2 separate regions of the Gossypium hirsutum genome follow, and region 1 is linked to region 2. The links are chromatin contacts, called in public Hi-C maps. All regions are on one chromosome and are shown on one strand. Each heading gives the region's core, a stretch centred on a gene start, on an enhancer-like site or on the middle of the called end of the contact. The rest is flanking DNA. Distances are from core to core; before and after follow the strand shown.

Region 1 (2,700 bases), core at 24-2,523, 160 kb after region 2:
CCGGAAATTGCTTTAAACCATCTATGCTAACCATTTAAATCATAATTCTCCATAAAAAACTAAAAACCAGGCATTTTAATATTCAAAAAACTGTAATGTAACTTTAACTTCCTTCAGAACTAGTATTTCTATTATATCCGAACACACCAAAAAGAGCAAACCATAAGAAACCAAACAGAAACTAAATCCCAACTAAATTCTCAGCCATTTCTCAAGTTAACAGGCAAAAGTACAAAAAATTATTAATTCTAAAAGCAAAATGATCAAAATTAATATATTTAAAAAAAAAAAGAAATAGTTACATTGCCTGCAGAGGTTTGGACCATGTCCGACGATTGCTCTACTGATTGCAAAAACCTCAAAAGTCGCTTCCAATTTCCATCACACCGTTCAAAAATGTCCCTTTGACTACTACAACTCATCCCTATATATATCCCATTCGTCATGCACAATTGAAACGCGGCTAAATCAACCAGCGACCTGCATTTCGTGGGATAAACACCGTGACACCCTCCGAATGTTCTCGAAGTCAGCTCCAGCGACACTAGGTCAACGGCACTTAACCGTTTACCGGACGTTAAAATTTCCAAAATTAGATGCGACGGCAGATCGTCAATCGAAAATAGCCTACTCCGATCAGCCATTGAAAATTTTTTGATTTTCTTTTAACTGGAAATGTAACGGATTTAGGGTTTCGATTTCTAAGAAAAAGAAACAAGAGAAAAAGAAAATTTATCAAATTTTGAGGCGAAATCTTAAGCAATTAAAACAAATTATAAAGAAAGCATCGGAAGGAAGGAGAATTGAGAAATTCAATTGCGATTGATGCTTTGATTGGAAACTAATCATCAGATGGGATGGATCGGATCACTAGATCACCGTTGATTTTCGTTGTCAAGAGAATGAGAAATTCAGAATTTTTTTTAAATTAATCTGCAGAAAATGGATTTAAAAAACAGAGGATTACCAGAATTTCAAAAGTTTGAGATTGGATTGAAGAAAGAAACAATTAAAGAAAAAAATAAGTTAAGGAAATCAGTGAAGATCGATCACTACCAAAAGAAGGATTTTTCCTTTCTTGCTTTTTCTTTTTCTTTTTCCACCGAAAAATTGGAAGTGGAAAATTGAGCTGAAAAGTACGTTATTTGTAAAATAATTAAATTTAAAAATGAAAAAGGAGATGTAAAGAAGGCATGAAGGAAAAGATACTGCCAACCAAGGTTTTCCGCATTGAATCTATAGTCCAACAACCATGCATTATCGGTTTTTGGTTTAATCAATCAACTCGATTTATTCGAATTTAATCTTTTATTTTGGATTAATACTTCAATTGATTCTTGGTTCAATTTACTCGATTAGTTAATTCAGTCTAATTTTAAAAATAATAATAACAACTCAAATAAATTTGATTTAGTCGAATTGGGTCACAAATTTAAATCAAATTTATTTAAATCGAGTTGATTTAAAATATTATTTAAATAAAAGTTGAAACTTATATACTTTATATGAGTTTTGTCTCTATATAATTTTTCTTATGTAATGCTTATAATTGGTGGGAAGATTATAAAAATGATTTTATGTTCTTAAATTAGACAAAACGTAGTTGTAAGCCTGTTTCTTAACTTGATACATAAGGGGATGGCATCATTAACTCTAAATTATTAAAGTTTACAAATTTGTTTGATAGAATCAATCCTAAGATAACCATGTGAAGAGAGTCAATAACATCTCAACACGGATGAGAAAGTTTTTCTTTTAGATGACGTGTCGAATGAGGATTGGCTAACTAACGTCAAAAGCGATGCAGCTAGGTATTTGTCTTCTGGTTTACAGCACAAAATCTACGAATCGGAAGCTTTGGTCCGTTTTTTGTGTTTGGTCGTGGATTTCCACTACCTGTCGTTCTACCCTTCTATTTTGTCCGAAGATTGATTGACACGTGAATCCTCAAAACTTGCGACGTGGAAACCACAATTCCATTATTTATAATGTTTTTAATTTTTTTTATGTTGGTTTTATAGTTTGTAGTGAAAGTTTGTGGTTGTCTAATGTGGTTTTTAACGGTTGAAGTAATTGAGGGAGCAAATATAAAATAATTTATGCAAAAGAAATGAGGGATTAAATTGAATAGAAGATAAAATTAGATCGAATGTTTAAAGAAGCAATAATACCAAAGCTTTAAGAAAGCTATCAATTCATTTAATTGTTTCTAATTCACGTATATATAATGAAAAGTTTACGGCATTTTCATCTTAAATTTCATTATTATTATCTTGAAAAAAAATCAAATAAAACATGATATGTTAAAATTTAGAATGAAAATGTTAAAATGACATTAAATTGTTGGAAAGGGATACAACTAATATGGTATCCCAGTTTCATATAATTATTTTTTATTTATACCTTCCCTAAGTCGGCATAATGCAAGTCGGTTTATACATATATTATTGTTTTAATTAATGGATAAGTTTAAATAATGATGGATGATGATAAGTTTGATTTTTTTTCTAGAGACAATGAGAAGGATCAGGAGAGAGAAAAAAAAAGTTAGGTTGTCTCTTGTCACATTAAGAGATGGTAATGAATCCCAAATTGAAAGCCTAATTAATGGTTGATAGTTATATATCATGATTTCCAGCTTAATCTGCATCACTGTGTCATACTAATTCACACGTCTTGCTCCTATAATATAAGCCGTAG
Region 2 (2,749 bases), core at 223-2,722:
TGAAACCCCAATGAGAAAACATGGTTATGGCCAGACCAAGGATCAGGTCTGCCTAGAGTTTGCTCAGAGAGAAAAGTGACATTGGCCTTGTTTACTAAATTTGTAAATCCTCCTACAAAAATAGGGAGTTAAATTTTGAGCCAGGAATTTAAGTTTCTTAATATTTATAATGCCTTGCATGAATTTATTTTAAAGATCTTACTAAGTTCTTCTGAACTTATAAAAATTTACTGCGTGGGTGCAGGGTAGATAAAGACCATATATCCAAAGGATGGGCCAAACCGGACCCCACTAGTGTTAGAGTAGGGCAAAGAGGTTGTTTCATGTATATAGAAAGGCACTATTAGAGGCCATGCCTCAGGGGATTAGTTGGATAAACTTATCTTATAACCTCATCGCAAAGTTGTAAACATCTGTTAGGAAATTTTGTAAAGACTTAAAACACATATGATAAAGTATATATTAGAAGTCAAACTTTTAAATTTGATACTGTTGAAGTGTGAAAATTTTATAAGATTTGAAACGTTGTTAAGTTATTCGGGTTAATATAACACCTAGTATTCGAACTGGTCAATCGGGTCAGGTATAGGGTGTTACAAATTTAGTGGTATTAGAGTTTTGGTTTAGTCAATCATTTGGAAATAGGAAGTTACGTGAATGCCTCTATATAAATGTTAGGTTAGGTCTAATTAGTTCCTCAGGTTAGTATAAAATTCAAGTGAATTATTAAAAATTGAGACAATTGTGAGAGATGATATAAACCGGAATCAGGCATGCAAAAAAAATGTGGAAGAAAATGTCACATCCTATATTTTATGATTGTTGGCGCAAGAATCAGAATAGGGAAGGAAGTGGTCTAGTGGTTTAATACTTCTTAGCTATCCTAGTGGTCCTAAGTTCAAGTCCCTTTGTTCACACATTTTCATTTATTTATTTTTACATTTTTCCATGTGTTTATTAAGCTTGTCGCCCACCCTATGGCTTCCATGATTAGGAGGAAGGATTGGGCCAATTCATCAGAGACTCCATAAGGCCATGCTTTATTGGCAGACTTTACTATTTCGGGGTCCGCACCCAATGCTAAATCTGTTGATTTATAGCCATTAGGGCTTTGCTCTTTTAGACAGTAATAAAAAACATTCCCTACTGTTAAGAGTTTGTCCAATTTTAGGGGATGCCCCATCCTTAAGCGATTGTATTATAACCTGGAGAGGTTGAAAAAGATTGGTTTTCACTGAAGAAAAAAAGTCTCATGAGGGATAGACCACCTACTGGGAAAGCCAAAACTATTATCGAGCTTTTTCCTCACCGTATGAACTTTTGGCAGTCTGAGTGGAAACTCGAAGAGGAACTTTGAATTATAGATTCGTGACTCTCAAAAGTGTAGAAGTGGACCATTCTAGCTGAGATCCCTTAGGGAATAACCTCTAATTGGTAAAAGTGCTGAAATACGCCAAGGAATAGTGGCTCCCAGTGTTTGCTCTAGTCAAAGAAGTAAGCCACCAGAGTCGACCAAGTACCAGTAAGTTGCCTAGCTACAATCCCGCGGTCCTTCAAAAAAGTAAAAAATAATAGATGTAAAAGGAGGCTAAACACATTGCGGCAGTCACTCAACCGTAATTCTCCTTCCACCACTTCAAAATTGTAAGCAAAATTGGGCAATTTGATTCCTTTGACTGATAAATGTTTGAACATATCCTCGTGAGTAGTCGTACATTTGAAATATGTTGACTTTATGGACGTTCCAGTTCTGTAACTGGATGGCCTAAGCTAATTTGCTAAAAAAGGCTTATGGCTACCTTAACCCCTCTGATCCCAACCATTGTAGTCCATTCTCCTCCCTTCTGATGATGGCCTAATTTTGGGCATGTCGAGATTGCAGTATAATATGGAGAAGAGGTAATGGGGTGAAGAAAAGATTACCTGGAAGATGGGAAATCTTGTTAGAATGATAGACCCTAGAGAGGGGAAACTTGGGAAGAAGAGAGGGAGGGAAAAGGAAAAATAGTTGAAACTTTTTTAAGAAAACTAAATCGGCAAGAAATTTTTTTGAAGGAAACCTAATATTTGAAGAAAAAAATTACCTTATCCTTATGACTTGATTTTAAATATCCAAATGTCTGTGAGAAGTTAGGTTCCAAGTTACCAGAGATGGTTCAAGTCTCCCAATCGGTGTTTGACACACATTGACCTCGGGTAGGGTTTTCATAAATAGCGATAACCAAAAAGAGTAGAAATGTTCGCTAGAACTGGTTGTCTACCGAATGTCTTCCATATAATTCATGTTGATTTAGGAACCACCCACCAGCTTCGTGGTGAAGTCAATGATTCGCTAGGATTGACACAGGACCATACTTATGTAGCTGATTGCCTTTTATGAATGAGATCAAACCTGTCGTGTGGACTAAACAGTTTCATAAAGAATTTGTAAGTGAAAGGTCGGCACTAAAGCATTCAGGAAAAATAAAGGTGTCCACAACTATGTTATGAAGAAGATTAAGTAAAGTAGTTGGAGTCTGCCTCTAAGAGTAAGCACGAGAGGAAATTTCGAGGACAAAATTTTCTTTAAGGGTAGAGGAGTTGTCACACCCAGATATCTTGAAGAACCCAAATAGGAAATAAATATAGGGCCAAATTGAAAGTATGGTAAATTGGTGAGCTCAACGAGGAAATTTAGGAAAATTTGTGAATCGTCGAGCAAATAATTGAGTTCTAATTTTGGTTTAGTTAGTTCTTGGTTCCATAGTGG

Evidence for each region. A called contact is a pair of places that touch in the nucleus more often than the background predicts.
Region 1: a contact with region 2 is called in a Hi-C map of leaf, with 1.7 times the contacts expected there. The contact joins the promoter of LOC107948634 here to the enhancer-like site in region 2. A contact is called at or near these places in 3 of 34 Hi-C or Micro-C datasets (anther, leaf and seedling).

Annotation. Positions count from the first base shown.
Region 1 is chrA04:6,045,259-6,047,958 of Gossypium_hirsutum_v2.1, forward strand. It overlaps LOC107948634 (probable E3 ubiquitin-protein ligase HERC3), which reads right to left and starts at 1,274. Exons shown (of 6, transcript XM_016883258.2): 1 at 303-1,274. The coding sequence starts at 644.
Region 2 is chrA04:5,888,354-5,891,102 of Gossypium_hirsutum_v2.1, forward strand. The region is part of intron 2 of LOC107948637 (norbelladine synthase); the gene reads right to left. Among protein-coding and RNA genes, the nearest start is that of LOC107948637, 13 kb to the right of the region's middle. Within about 2 kb of position 1,473, at least 9 of the 9 cell types and tissues checked have an H3K27ac peak or open chromatin away from gene starts, as enhancers often do. A contact at or near this core is called in leaf, where this site is marked.